Regions from separate parts of the Bos taurus genome. Here region 2 is linked to region 1. The links are chromatin contacts, called in public Hi-C maps. All regions are on one chromosome and are shown on one strand. The core of a region is the stretch at or near the end of the contact, and the rest is flanking DNA. Distances in the headings are between cores, read along the strand shown. Region 1 overlaps CRYBB2 (crystallin beta B2). Region 2 overlaps GRK3 (G protein-coupled receptor kinase 3).

Region 1 (7,952 bases), core at 3,642-6,141:
CCTTTATGATCTTTTCTGAAGAGCTTGTTTTGGTTCTGTGGTTGCCATGATACAGGAGCGTCAGGTGGCGTTTCTGAGAGGCCACGTGGAGGACTCTTTATATCAGTTCCACTGTGCGGCAAGAACACAGAGGGTGGCCAAGCTACAGGTCTAGGCTGGGGGTGAGTGAGGGAAGGCGGAGAGGGGCATCCAGGGATCTCAGGAGGAGGCAGGAGGGCCCTGGAGATCTACAATAACAGCCACAGGGAGCCAACGCAGGGGCGCTGCCTGAAGAACGTCCATTCATTCTGACATGCTGTGCGATCTACAGAAAGATTCTCTACCTCTCTGAGCCTCAGTCTCTTTGTCTGTCCAAAAGGAAAATAACACGTGCCCAAACAACCTTGTGAGGGTGACAAAACGGAAGTGATGAAAACAAAAGCGGATCTTTGCTGAGTTGTCTATTATAGAGCGTGCATCATCTCATGCAATCTTTATGACACCTCGTTTTATGGATGAGAGAGGAGAGACCCAGAGAAGTTGACTGACTTGTCTAAAGCCACACAGCCTGGAGGAGGAAGCTGTTACATAACTCCATGCACACTTTGTCCTAAGCTCAGTTTACAACAGCATGAAATTTCAAACACTTACATGACACTACCCTGCTCCAAGAGCTTCACCAATTATTAATTCACATTAATTAATATATCAATCATTCACAACACCCCTGTAAGGTAGGTACTGCTATTATGCCTATTTTTATGAATAAGGAAATGAGGGTTATTTAGGCTCAGTTGCAGTGTTCTTGCTCTCAGCACAAAGAGTCATAGGGCCACTCCAAGAGAGGTTAATGCAGCTTAGTTTATAGTAAACCAGATCAGAAGAACATAGATCGATACCCATCAATACTGGATGGGATGAGTGACTTGTATTATGTCTGTACCACAGCACATTCCCTACCTGTTAAGAAGCATGGTATAAACCTGCTACCTGTTAACATCGTGAATAAGTCCCAGAAGCATGATATTGAGAGGCGAGTTTAAGTCATGAAAGCATACACTGAATATAATGTTTATATCAAGTCTGGAAACTAGACTAAGCATAGTGTATGAATAGTCCCATGGGGAGTAAAAGTCAAAAAATAAATCAGGATACAGTGGTCACCTTAAGGCAAAAGCAGGAAGGAGACGGACTCAGGAGGACACTGCTGCACCATATCGTGTGCGTGGTCAGTCACTCAGTCGTGTCCAGCTCTTTGCAGTTCCAAGGACCTACGTAGTGCATCAAGCTCCTCTGTCCATGGAATTTTCCAGGCAAGAATACTGGAGTGGGTTGCCATTTCCTTCTCCAGGGGATCTTCGCCACCCAGGGATTGAACCCACGTCTCCTGCATCGTAGGCAGACTCTTTATTGACTGAGCCACCAGGGAAGCCCACTGTACCGTATTAATAACATTTTATTTCTTATTTTAAAATGTCAGAAGAAACAAACAAATGTGCTTTGAAAAGTTTAACGGCCCTGGACCACATGGAACACTGCAAGCAGATGGGAGAATGCCTAAGGGCCCCTCACAGGGAGTGGGTGCACTGATGTTTCCCTCCATCCTTCACCCCACCCCAACAAGGCAGGCAGCTGCCCTCTCTTGTCGGTCCAGTCTCTCCGTTTTCCCCAGCTTCACACCAGCCAGAGAAGTGCTCTCTACTGCCAATCGAGGACCAAGCCACTCCCTTGCTCAGAGCCCCTCAGGGCCCTCCAAGGGCCATCTAGGGGAAGTCTGAAGGGCTGCCTCCAAAACCTTGGAAGACGGTCAACTCCCTCCTCCCCTCTTGTCATGGTTGAGTGTCTGTTCACAACTCACTTGTAAAACCGAAGGTAAACTTCAGCCCTTTTCATTCAAAACCAGATCACAGTCACCTTTTGTTTGGATAAAACAAAAGGACGCAATGGCCCTGTCCTCTCATTTAGGCCTCAGATCTCCCTCTGTTTCATCTGTACCTCTTGCCCTCTCTACTCTCCTCCCCGCAAGGCTTCAAGACCAAAAGATGGTAGGCAGCAAACACACCCCAGATTCCTTCCACTGCCTCTTCCCAGAATCACCAGAAAGATGCAAGAAGGTTGAGGTGTGTGTGCGTGTGCACGCGGACACAGGTGCCCACACACGGTACACATTAAAAAATAAAACTCTAAAATTCTTTTCCTGTTTATGACTCCATATCTGTTTTTAATAGAGTTGCTATGTACAATATATGTCAGATATATATCTATGTACATATGAAATGCCAAGACATTTTTGCGTACATATTTTAGACACCCAAGGCTTTCTGCTTGCCAGTAGCAAAGCCCCTGCCTCCAGACCTCAGTTTTCCCATCTGTGACGTGGCAGACTTGCTGCCCCCACCCCCCACTTGCAGCTCTGACAGTTTATCTGAATTTATCTCATACACGGCAAGGAGAAAACACCTATTGTGCATGCTCCTGCTGCTGCTAAGTCGCTCAGTCGTGTCTGACCCTGTGCGACCCCCTGGACTGCAGCCCACCAGGCTCCTCCGTCCGTGGGGTTTTCCAGGCAAGAGCACTGGGGTGGGAGCTGCTGCCGGCTCCCTACTGTGCATAGTTTATCCTAACTGCTGCCCTCCCTGTCTGCACCCTGGCCTGAAATCCCATCCTCTATGACCTCACCCACTGTCCTCTTTAAAAATAAACTTGCCCATGCCCCAGGATAAGGATCCCTAGTTCTCAGCGTGGGGGTCTGCACCCCAGGAGATGGTTGGCTGTTTGGAGTCACAACTCGAGGGTGTTACTGACGTCTACTGGACAGAGGCCAGCAGCGCAGCAAACAACTTGTAACGCACAGGACGGGCCCACGCTCAGCCGCTCAGTCTTGTCCGACTCCTTGTGGCCCCCAGACTCTGGCCCATCGCACTCCTCTAACAATGGAATTTTCCAGGCAAGAATACCAGAATGAGGTACCGTTTCCTACTCCAGGAGATCTTCCCAACCCAGGGATTGAACCTGCATCTTCTGCATTGGCAAGCAGATTCATTACGACAGAGCCACCTGAGAAGGCCCCAGTCGGTCCCAGGACCCACATCAGGAGAGCTAAGGTTCAGAGGCCTGCCCTAGACTGAAGGCAATGGTTGAGTATTTTTTTTATCCTCTCTAGAGGGCGGGTCCCCAGTCTCCAGGGTCCCTGATGATCTGAGGGGGAGCTGCTGTAACCATAACACAAATAAAGAACGATAAATGTAATGCACTTGAATCATCCTGAAACCACCCCCCGCCCAGTCAATGGAAAAACTGTATTCCATGAAACCAGTCCCTGGTGCCAGAAAGGTTAGGGACTGCTGCTCTAGAACCGGAAGTTTAAAAGAGACAAACACCTTTGTTCCTGAGCAGCTAGACACTGGGCTCTGAATCTGAACTCTTTGCTTCAGAGGACCTGTCGCTGAACAAGTCACATGCACTCTGTTTTCAGATAAGAACGTTAAGGCCACAGAGCTGTGAAGAGGCAGGGCTCGATCTCACCCTCTGATGGGTTCTGGAGTCTGTGCTCTGGAAGGACTCGTGGGGGATGGTCACCACTTCAAGGAGGAGGGGAAGGAGGGATCCTTCCCAGCTCAGGGAGCAAGACGAGCTTTGCACCCCGCTGCTTGACCTTCCCAGACTGCCAGTCTTCACCTGGACATGACCAGTTTTAAGGAGGTTGTCTTCTTGGCCACACCTGATCTCTGGGCTGGGCCACCCATTCATTCCTTCCTCCTTCCTTCATGCATTCAATATTTATCAAGCCTCAACTGTGTGCGGGCTCTTGAATATAGAATGCAAATCCGACCTCCTCCCTGCTCTTAGGGGAGACTTCAGTCTAAGATGGAATGAAATGAAGTAAGGAATAAAAGAAAGGTAAAACCACACCGTGCTTAGGCCTTCGTTAGACAGATGAGGGACTTTCCCAGCAGCACAGAGAATAAGAATCTGCCTGCCAAAGCAGGGGACATGGGTTCGATCCCTGGCCTGGGAAGATCCCACAGGCCATGGAGCAATTAAGCGTGTGAGCCACAGCTACTGAAGCCCACCTCTTGGGCCTGGGCTCCTCAACAAGAGAAGCCACTGCGGTAAGAAGCCCGTACACCATAACAAACAGTAATCCCTGCTCACTACAAGGACAGAAAGCCCACGCAGGGCAACAAAACCCAGCGCAGCCAAAAATAAATAATTTTTTTAATTAAAAAAAAAAAAAACCACCAGACTAGCTCTCAGCGCTTTTGTGAGTCATGATTAGGGTCTTTATCTGGAGGGCGACAGGGGCCCATGGCAGGTTTAAGCAGGAGAATGTCACAATTGGGGCTGCATTTTTGAGTGGATTCCCTCTGCTGTGTAGAGATGGGGCTGACCGGGCAGAAGGAACGCAGAGGGACCTGTGAGGAGGCTGTTGGGATTATGTGAACAGGAGAGGATGCGCTTGGATCCGGGAATTAGTGAGTAGTGGGTGCTGCTGCTGCTGCTGCTAAGTCACTTCAGTCGTGTCCGACTCTGTGCGACCCCATAGACGGCAGCCACCAGGTTCCCCCGTCCCTGGGATTCTCCAGGCAAGAACACTGGAGTGGGTTGCATTTAACAGAAATTCAAGAGGTCAAAGGGTGATGGAAATTCAGGAGACCAACCCTGGGACATCACATACCTGTTTCGTTTCTAGCATCTCCTCAGGGCAGCTCTGCCAAAGCTTCCTGATGCCCAAGTCCGAAGCCCATCAACTCCCCTCTTCCCTACGGGACCAAACGTTTGCTTTTAGGAGGACATTGCTGCGGCTCTGAGGTGGGCCTGACCTCCAGCCCAGGTTCCCGGCACCGCCTGTCCAGAGGAGCCCTGTGAAACGCCGCCCAGCCCCGTCAGCTGGCATCAAAGGCCCCAGTGAGGAGGAGGCATGGGAAGGGCTATTTTAGGCTCCTTATTTTTAAAGCAGGAGTCAGGGCGCTCCTCCCCTTAGCATCTCCAGGACTGGAAGCTTCCATGGGCACCCCCGACCTCCCACCAGCCCAACACCAGAGAGAGACAGGAATGGCTGCAGGGCTGCACAGTGACCACGGGCAGTCAGAAAAGGGTCCCTCAGAATGGCTGGTGAGGGGTTCGGAGCATGGAGGTTCAAAGGCAGCCAGAGTCCTGGGTTCCGACACCAGCTTTTTCACTTTCTCTTGCTTTTAAAAGTGGCCTTGGGCAAGTCATTCCCTCCGCTGCGACACTCAGTTACTCCTCTGTAAAACAGGAACCACCCACCTGACCTGTAACAACCTGTAGCTGCCCTGCACACTGTTTCCAATCAGAGCTCGGGGTGGGGTGGGGTGGGGGGCAGCCCTGAGGACGATGCTCTGTTGCCACCTTGTGGCTGAAAGGGGAAGTGTCGCCTGGAGGCCGGAAAGGAGAAGCCGCGTGGGGCTCTGAGAGGATAAAGGGAGAGGTCCACGCGGAAGGAGGGGGAGGGTGAGGGACAGCGCACAGCCCCCCTGTGACAGACGGACGAAGAGGGGGAGGAGGATGAAGGGAAAGACAGGGATTGAATGGGGAGACAGAGATAAAGGGAAAAAAGGAAAAAAACAGAGAGTTAAAAGACAAAGATGGAGAAAGAAGCAGAGGCACCAGCAAAAATAAATACAGGTCCCAAGAGAGACCTGTGGCCCAGTGGCTAAGATCCTATTTCCAAATAAAGTCTCATTCTGAGGTATCAGGGGTTAAGGCTTCAACATATGAACTTTGAGGGAGGAAAACAATTCAACTCATAATCACCACCATGATTCACACCATAACCACCACCAGCTACTTCCATCCCCCGGGAGAGGAACCTGTCTGCGGCAGGGGCTGTGCCCGCCTGCCTTTGTAGCCCCTACTCTGCCCATTCCGGGAACAAAACAGGTACTCGGTGACTGTTGGGTGAAGACCGAATGAACAAATCGAAGCCGGCAACATTTATTAGTTCCCACCTTCATGGTAATTAATCTCTTTAGCTCATTCAATAGGGTTTCCCATTTTTCTAGATTTGAGGAAATTATTTTATATGGAGATATAAAGGGGCAGGCTTATCTAAAATGTCCTTGAAGAAGAAGGATGATTTAGGGCAAAGGGTAGGACAGAACTGAGCACGCACGCACACATATGCACATGCACACTGCAAGATTTATTACACAGCAATGGCTATTAACATAACACCGTAAGAACAGAGATGCACAAACAGAATAGGAACAGGAGAAAAAGAGCCCATAAACACATCCCCTGTATATGTGACGATTTACTACGGAACAGAGAGGCAGCTTTGTGCCACAGTGAGGGGAAAATGGACTTCTCAATAAATTACTCCAGGACAACAGTGATCCAAAGCGGGGGAAAAAGAGATCAAAAATGAACAATTAGGCCCCTGCCACATACTATACACAAAAATCAACTCCAGGACAACTGAGAGCTTAAATGGGAAAACTTTAAAACCTGTAGGGAAAAACTTTGGAGAATATATTCATGACAAATGGGGCAAGAATTTCTTAAAGAAGACACGGGAGGCATGGCAGATACAAACCATAAAGGTGCAGACCGATGTTAAATCACATCAAAATTCAAAACTACACATCAAAAGACAGCAAAGACAAAGGAAAAAGAAGCTGCTCTCTGGGAGCGGGTATTTGTACTACAGAAGACCAACCAGTGTTTAACATTTATATAGACGGTGCCTGGATTATCTCGTCATTCTTGCTATAACCCTGTTAGGGAGACACTATTTTCCCCCTGTTTTTCCAAGTAGGAAGGCTCTGAGGTCCCATGACTGGGCAGGGCTCCAGAACAGCCAAGTGAATCCAGACTCATAAGATGCAGGAACCCAGCCCTCAGCTGCTACACTAAGTGACCACCCCAACCAGGGCATGAACAAAGGGACCACAGAACACACACACACACAGACGGGTCTCCATGACCTCTCTCCGGGATGGGGGTGGGCGTTACAGGGTTTGGGGCTCCTCTGGGCAGATTTAAATAAACTCCCAGTTTCAAGGTGATAAGGCAACTCTGTGGGAACAGCAGGCAGTGGGTACCTTTTTAGGGTCCGGAGCAACTATCACGTGCCCTGAATGACTGTGCTTGGCAACCACACAAGGACGACTCAGAGGTCAGCCAAGCCAGTCACTGGGGGGGCAAAGGGGGCCGTAAGTCAGGTGAAGAAGCAGAGGCTCAGAGAGGCTGGACAGTGTGCCCCAGGTCACAGAGCTAAGCAGAGCTGAGAAGTCTCGGTGAGGCTGCCCCACCCTCACCCCGTCACTTTCTGGCTCTCTTGTCGTTCTGTGTCTGCCTTACACACACACGCATGCACGCACGCAGCACCCTGGCTTCCACAGGCGATAAAAAGACGCTGCCTCAGGTAAGTTGCAAGTCACACTTTATTCACTCTCCAGGATGTCTGGTGGGATGCTGGGCAGAGGCCAGCCCCTGGGAAGGAGGCAAGGGAGGGGCACTAGCTGGAGGGGTGGAAGGCGCCCCGCTGGTGCCACTGCATGTCCCGGATGCGGCGCACGGACTGCACCTGGGGCTGGGGGGCCCCAAAGTCACCGCTGTCCTTGTAATCGCCCTTCTCCAGCAGGTACTGCAGCCCGCGGTAGCCGGGGTACTGGTAGCCAACCCACCTGCAGGGCCAGAGGTTGGGGGAGGGCACGTGGGGAAACAGGAGACGCAGATGGAGAGAGACACGAGGGGGATGGCTCAGCCACTAGGAAGGGTGGGCCTCCCAATCATCCCACACTACCTGGGTGTTGAGCAGAGCACCACCACCCTTCCCGGGTCCAGCCTCTGCTTTCTTCCTCCCCTTGATGCGGAGCTCGCTACCTCTAGAAGCAACTATTTTTTAAAGATTTTTTTTTAAGTGGACCATTTTTTTAAAGTCCTTACTGAATTTGTTATAATACTGCTTCTGTTTTACGTTTCTGTTTTTTGGCCCTGAGGCCTAT
Region 2 (7,952 bases), core at 2,468-4,967, 170 kb before region 1:
ACTGGAATGGCAGATTCTGGATACACTGAAAGGAACCGTACTGCTTTCTGGGGGGAGATGCTGAAACGCAGAAGTGTCGGCCTACCTGCCTCCATGGCAGCCGAGGCGCTTACTGACATCTCGCTGAAGCAGGCCTTCCAGAAGGGACTTGAGCTCAGGGGAGAAGACGTCTGGAAGTTCCACGTTCTTGGGGTGGAAGAAGGGGGACACGCCTTCAAAAACGCATCTGTGGCAACAGTGCCGTCACCCTCGACCAGATTTGAAGGCCATTTCTTCCATAAGGATAGTGTTAAAGAAAACTACAGATACCTCACAAGCTAACACTGACTCTATAAAGAAACCCAGGGTGGCCGCTCATCACTTCCAGGGTCCATCGGCAGGCTGGAGCCAGAAGAATTGGGTCTCCTCGCTCTTCTGCATCCCAGTCATTTTGACTTTTTTTTCTTTAGTTTTGGTCTTGATTTTTCCGTATCTTTCTCTTATTGTCTGTTAGCAAATCTTGTTATCTGCCTTGGCATCTATTTCCATTATTTTAAGAAAGCATTTTCTTATACTAGTTGTAATAGAATGAGATAGGAAAATTATAATGAGAATAAAAACGGTTTTTGACTTTCTTACCATGGTGAGAGTCATTCGGTCTATCTCATGCTTATCTTTGGTTTTATGTTGTCTGAAAGGGCTGTGACTGTAGAAACAAAGAAAATTATATTACTAGATGGTTTTGGGTAACAGCAAATACTGCTGACTAATATTTGAACAAACTATTATGTTCTGCCACTGCTCATTCAAAACTGCAGGAACACAAAAGCCATAAACAAAGACCATTTCCAGAGGAAACCTGATGATCAGGTTGACAGTCAGACGTATTAGGTCCTGAATGAGCAAGGCTGATGTTTACTTGAACTCTTGATACTCACGTCAATGAAGTCATGCTACCAGAATAAACTTTAGCAAATACATTCCAAATGACAATTTAAAATATCACTTGGAAAAAAAATCAGCCAACAGGTTTTTATGAAAATGAAAGTCATACACATGACATCTGTCACATCAGTGTTTGAGATAATAGTAACGTTCATACAGTTTTTTTTAGAAAAAATGGATGAGTCCCTCAAACAATGGAAAGAGCTGCCATTGAACCAAAATACAAAATGAAGACACTTTCCTGCCCCAGAACCCAGTAATTTTAAGAAATTCATTCCTTTGGTGATAAGAGATACAAACCAACCCTGTGCTCCCAGACCCTCCAGGGTTCTGAGAACTGCTCACTCATGTTCTAACTTACAAACGGCTCCAGATCTAAGAGTCAGAAACCCCGGGCTCACGCTGTGACTTGGCTATTGGCTGCAAGTCATTCATGGAAACCTCGTCTCAGTCTCTTCATCTGTGCGTGGCATAACGCCACAAGCATCACCAGAACGGTGAAAGGAACGACTAAAATAATGCGTACACCAGCGGCTGAGACAACGGAGGACACGGCGGGCAACCGATAGGCATATGTGACCAATGAATCTAACTTTACAAAATAAACGTCTCCTTGTAAAGACACTATTCTCACTCTTGATTGTGTTTTTAAAGTGCTGAAGCTAAAGTTAATCTTAGATATTGCTTATACACGGACTCTGAAATACGCACAAATGAACTTATCTACGACACAGACACCAGCTCACAGACCTAGAGAACAGACCGGCCGTTGCCAAGGCGGAGGGGCTGGGGAGAGGGGAGGACTGGGAGCCTGGCATTAACAGCTGCAAACTCCTGTGTACAGAATGGGTGAACAAGGTCCCGCTGCACAGCACAGGAACAACCAATATCCCACGACAAACCATAATGGAAAAGAGCAGGAAAAACACACGTAAAACTGAATCACTTTGCTGTACAGTAGAAATTAGCACAACACTATAAATCAACGATGCTTCAATAAAATATTTTTTAAAACAAAGATGCTCCGAGCATTAAAAGAGACCAGTAAACGTACAAACTAGGAAACCGTGGCCTTATTCACTTACTTGAAAATTAAAGAAGGGACATACGCGATAGGGTTTCCTGGTGGTAAAGACATGCCTGTTAAACGACCAGTCCTACGGATTTATTTGGGCCTTCCCTGGAGGCTCAGACAGTAAAGAATCTGCCTGCAGTGCAGGAGACCCTGGTTCTAACCCTGGGTTGGGAAGATCTCCTGAGGAAGAGAATGGCAGCATTCTTGCCTGGAGAATTCCATGGACAGAGGAGTCTGCTGGGCTACAGTCCACAGGGTTGTGAAGAATCAGATACGCCTGGGCAACTAACACTTTGACTTTTCACTTTCATAGGTTTATTTATAAGGCATATAAACCATAAGCTGAGGCAAGATATTACAAAAGAGTTCTATAAAACAGAATAGGATGTTGAATACATAACTCAGTGTGATTTAGAAAAAAAAACTAATTAAAACTGCACCCACCCTTGCAATCCACTTACTGCTCTGAATTAGGTGAACTACGCACCGCACCATCTCTTGAAGAGATGATTCCACTTTAGAGTATTTATTATTTAAATATTTCAGTTTTCATTTTGCACGAGAGGGGGCACTGTAACGCTTATTTTCTTTCTTATGCGATGAAAAACACATTAATTTCCATCTCTTGAAAGCTTTCATTTGGGGGGGGAATCTAAATAAGGTGAATCAGTAAACATGCGTTAATTTTTCAAACAGATTTTGGTTGGAAATATTCTTTGCACCCTAAATGTTTCCAAGGAGAAAAAAAATGTAAAATTACTGCAATTAAAAAGCAAACGGGATAGAATAACAAATAATGTTATTTATGAGACATTATAATTTCTGAAAACTTGACTTGTATCACTTTCTTTTTCAGATTTATTTTTGGCAGTGCTGGGCCTTTGCTGCTGGGTGGACTTTCTCCAGTTGCGGTGAGCCGGGGCCACTCTAGTCTCGACGAGCGGGGGCCACTCTCTTCATTGCAGTGCGTGGGCTTCTCACTGAGCGGCTTTCTCCAGTTGCGGTGAGCGGGGGCCCGCTCTCCACTTGTGATGGGCGGGGCCACTCTCCACTTGTGACGGGCGGGGCCACTGTCTTCATCGCGGTGCGCGGGCTTCTCTCCGCAGCGGCTTCTCTTGCTGTGGAGCACGGGCTCTAAATGCGTGGGCTTAGTTGCCGCGGTGCATGTGGATCTTAGTTCCTTGACCAGGGATTGAACGTGTGTCCCCTGCAGCCAAATTCTTAACCCCTGGACCATCAGGTAAGCTCTGGCTTGTATCACTCTTGTATGCAAAACACACAGAGATGTGAACATGTTCATGGTTCAAGAGAAAAGGAATACAGACAGCAGTGCTTACTAAGCCCTCAGTCCGTCTGCATGACACGACCGTTGCCACTCCCCAGGGGAGTGCCTTCACATGTAAAAGAGGATGTGGGAAGGTCTCCCCTGTTTGGCAAATCCTCCTGCTCTGGCTCCTGCGTGAAAAGCTGCTCTTGACCCTTGTGCGATGCCGGAAGCAGAGGGCTGTGCCCCACACTTGCAGAGAAGGACGGCTATGTTCTGACAGGGATGCTCTGTGCTAAATTTAAAAACTCTTTCATGAGACCCAAGGGAGGGCTTTGCGAGGGGACTGGAGTTAAAGTTAGTGGTGCCAAAAACATTCCCAGCACATGCGCACGGTCGCTACAAACCCTGTTTGATAAATATAGCTCTCTGTGTCTGACTCAATAAGAGACGATCGGAAATGCTTGTCGGCTCTCAGGCTCTGGGGTGTCGTGTGGAGAGGGTTTGGTCTTTCAAGGCCTGATGCGCATCTGTTTCCAATGGCTTCTTGATTATTCTTTGTGAACAAAACCCAAGATTCCATTTCTGTTTTGGAAAATGTTAAAGAAAACCTCCGATAGTAATGATCTCCATTCTGAGGGAGGCACGTGGGGCCCACAGATCCTGTGTGATCACAGCTGCTCCCAGACGCAGCCGCTTTAAATAGGAGATGGTAACGGGTCTGTCAACAGCTTGCGACACCAGCCAAGCCCTCATGCAACATTCGGGCTGCATCGAAGGACGTTGTGGAAACAGGATTCGCATGTGCAGTGGTCAGATGTGGCTTTGGAATTACAAGAGAGAGTGTGAGAGCTGCGAATTTCCCCCAGATGAGTTGGGAAATCGTTCAAGACATGACAAACGATGGGGAAACATACAGAGACACACACACGACACATCATATTCACAGTGAAACCGGAGCTCAGAAACAATCCATTTATAAACACAAGTGATTAAAAAGTCTTACATCAAAAATTAATTTTAGAATACCGAAAAGACGGCATGCAACATCAAATGTGAGTTTTGAACCTAAGCCAACAGCTGCCAAAATATTTATAAACATTCCTTTTTTCCCGAGAGGAACAAACTCAGTAACCTCACACAAAGCTCTGCTCTCCCCAGACCACCCCCGGGGCTCTCTCCTCGTGTCTGACAATCAGTGGAGACAAGTTTAAGATCAAGGCTGTGGTCACACCAATTCTTTCTCTTAACAGATATCTAAACTAAACTCTAGCTCGAGGATCGTGACCACAATTCTACATATTTGCAACATCTTTGTACACGGATGCTCTCCCATATCTGACAGTCAGCTGAAGTGGAAACAGTGACCCCACCCAACACATGGTCCAGGGACTCAAACACATTCTCCAGCTTCAACAGCATCCTCACATCCAGGTTCCTACTTGCACCCTGTGGAATCCTTCGAGGGCGTCACGACAGAATGAGAGGTGCAGAGAAATGTTTCAGCCAAGGTGATGGGGCACACTGGTCAGTGCGGGAAGTATCTGATCACAGAAAACAGAAGCAAAAAGACCCTTGGTGACCCCTGATCACCATCACTGCACAGACACGGGAAGGATGGGAAGAGACTGGTCTGCTGTGGAGTTCCTCCTCCTCAGCTGCGTGACCCTTCGTGGGGGCAGTGGGGGTGTCCTCTGCAGCACCCCTGGCCTCGACCTGCCAGATACCAGAAGGAGCCCCTCCCCTAGTTGGCACCACCAAAAATGTCCCCAAGCGTTGCCAGGAGCTCCTGGGGTTGAGGACGAGAGCTGGGGAGGGCCCGGCACGGCGTCTGGTTTGCTCCGTGAGGACTGCCCCTGCTGCAGCTTCAGTGTGACTACCAGAAGCACTGCGCCCAGCTCTCTGAAGCTGTCCACGTGAGACGCCATTTCTAGCTGCCACCATTCTCATCTCTTGTCATCCATCCATCCCATCCCCACTACCATCCTCTGGACGTCTTCCTGTCGGCCTAGACTCCCCTCCACAGGGGTCACATCAACTGCGATGCTTTAACCAAACCTGATCAAGGACGTCACAGAGGAAGTAGCACCTTCCAACTCAGTCCCACAGACCTGAACCGTGACCAAGGAAGACGGAATTCACTTTTTCAGCCACAAATACATTGTTGGCATAGAATTAACGACTAGATCTATCCTTAAATCTTATAAAAACAGGAATATATGCCAGACTGTCCCTAGTCTATACGTGTGGACATTATCATAGACAAAACAACAACATTAGACAGAAATCAATAAACAAAGCCCTAAACCAAGGCTCTGCCATATTTCACGACCGACTCTCACATCCTGAGTTCACACACAACAGTTCTGCTGTTGTGCAGTTTTTTTAAATTGTCTCATGATTCTGTAACTGTGGCTTCTGACCTCTGACTGCTCCCCCCACAACCAGAGGAGACCTGAGTGAAGACAGTGTGTTTGGATGCGCTCACCGCGCACGCAGGGACCCCGCCGGCCGGGGAAACTTCTCGGGTGGAAAGCGGTTTTCTCTGGTCTGCTTTGCAGAAACTCTCTAATTAGGTCAGCTAGTCTGATTACATGAATTAAGGCCCTCCAGGCTCCACAAACACAATAATTCAATTAAGAACCAACAGGACCTGAATCTCTGAGCAGTAATATAATTTCAGTTCCCAAGTGAGGCAGTGAGCAGAGAACAACTAGATTACCCGAGTCCTGGGGAAGCAGCCACGGTGCCTGGAACCTGGTCTGGGGGGAAGACAGGGAATCCAGCTTCTTTCCAGATTGTGTTAAATAACAACTTATGGAAAAACATGAACAAACTTTTTGGCCAACCCAATATAAGAAGAACATGCTGTGATGCTCAGTAAGGCTTTCCGGGAAAAATGTGGCCAGTTGAGTAAACTACCAGGCCTGTGTGTTCACAGGGGAAATGTAACAGGGAGAATCCTGACCAGGAAATTTTAATATAAACTGCTTTTTTGTGGTACCTCTATGAATGGAGAATAATCAAAAACACATCGTAAACACTTACACTCTATTAAAATTGACTCAAGACTCTTAAAACTAATGGAATGTTAACATAATTTGTAAATGTTCAATGTGAGAACATATCTCGAGAGCACTTTCACTCCATCCTCTTTCCACTGTATTTCATCATCTCTGGCAGTTTACACCGAAGGGACAAGTATAGCACAAGTGAAAAGCACAGAATTGCACAATTTTATCTTTATGTTTTTAAAAACTGCAAATTTCAGCATGTTCACAAACAAATGCGCACTTTTAACACAGGTTCACTTTGGGTCTTCACCCTCTTGTGTAAGAAATGCTTTAAGCTCACAAGACAATCATGAGTAATTCATTTCTAGGGAAAAGAAATTCTCCTACCCTCTTCAATTATCTATATTTAAAAATAGCATTCATTCCCCAAATAAGGCGTAACAATGGAAACAGTCCAACACAGTCTTATTTTACGTCTAAACGTGCTGGAATTTCTTCCTGGAGTGGGACAAAAATACCCAAAGCTTACGGGAAGGAAACTCATTTTTACGGGCAGAAAGAGCTGTGAGCATTGCCTGGATCACTGTGTGGCTTGAAGATCGCTATGTGGTCTATACAGATACTAGCACCTAATAACACATAAACATTTCTTATCCTGACCCAAGGGCACGCCGCGGTGAGGGACTCAAGGGACACATGCCACTCACCCTCTCAGAAGTTTGAAAAGCATACAGCCCAGGGAGAACCAGTCGGCACTGCTGTCGTAGGCGGTCCCCTTCTGCAGAACTTCGGGCGCCATGTACCCGTGGGTGCCCCTGGGGAGAAGAAGGGCGCATGCAGTCAGCAGCGTGTTCCCGCTCACAGACTATTCCAGCTCGCCCAGAGGCCAGGGCGCCATTCATCAAACAGCAGCGAGGCCAACAAGGGGGAGGGGACACCGGCGCTTCCATCACGCTTCCATCGGGTGCTTGGCGAACACCCAATAGGAAGACGATCTTTCCTTCATTAAAATAGGAATGAATATTAATAAATTACCATATGAGATAAACGTGAGCCATGTGCATGCTCTGGGCATGCTCCATGGTCTGGGAGGTGAGATCTGAATCTTGTGAGCCTTCCCCACTACAGCAAGGGGGAGCCAAGGGTCTCCTGCCTACTGGAGAGCTTTTGTGTAGAGACATGTGTGGCTGGGGAGGTGGTGATGAACGGGTGACCACACCGCAGTGTTCCGGACCTGGAAGCGATGGGGACAGGTTAGTGCCCATCCCCATCTGTGAGGACAGGTGACCAAACTGCAACACCCTGGACGTGAAGTGATGGGATCGGGCACTCCTGTGAGGACAGGTGACCGCACTGCAGCACTCTGCATCTGGAAGCAATGAGGACAGGTTAGCCTGTCCCCATCTGTGAGGACAGGTGATCTGTGAGGACAGGTGACCGCACCGCAGCGCTCTGCATCTGGAAGCAATGAGGACAGGTTAGCCTGTCCCCATCTGTGAGGACAGGTGATCTGTGAGGACAGGTGACCACACCGCAGTGCTCTGCATCTGGAAGCAATGAGGACAGGTTAGCCTGTTCCCATCTGTGAGGACAGGTGACCGCACCGCAGCACTCTGGATCTGGAAGCAATGAGGACAGGTTAGTCCATCCCCATCTGTGAGGACAGGTGACCGCA

The links. Hi-C and Micro-C count contacts between places; a contact is called where the count stands out from the background.
Region 2: a Hi-C map of skeletal muscle shows a contact between it and region 1, with 2.9 times the contacts expected there. The contact joins two enhancer-like sites. A contact is called at or near these places in 2 of 11 Hi-C or Micro-C datasets (liver and skeletal muscle).

The regions. Positions count from the first base shown.
Region 1 is chr17:65,318,025-65,325,976 of ARS-UCD2.0, reverse strand. It overlaps CRYBB2 (crystallin beta B2), which reads right to left. Exons shown (of 6, transcript NM_174807.1): 6 at 7,372-7,631. The coding sequence ends at 7,463. Among named protein-coding and RNA genes, the nearest start is that of CRYBB2, 14 kb to the right of the region's middle. Within about 2 kb of position 4,891, at least 8 of the 102 cell types and tissues checked have an H3K27ac peak or open chromatin away from gene starts, as enhancers often do. A contact at or near this core is called in skeletal muscle, where this site is marked.
Region 2 is chr17:65,484,771-65,492,722 of ARS-UCD2.0, reverse strand. GRK3 (G protein-coupled receptor kinase 3) reads right to left here. Exons shown (of 21, transcript NM_174500.2): 13 at 6,985-7,092; 14 at 619-685; 15 at 86-186. Among named protein-coding and RNA genes, the nearest start is that of MYO18B, 26 kb to the left of the region's middle. Within about 2 kb of position 3,717, at least 17 of the 102 cell types and tissues checked have an H3K27ac peak or open chromatin away from gene starts, as enhancers often do. A contact at or near this core is called in skeletal muscle, where this site is marked.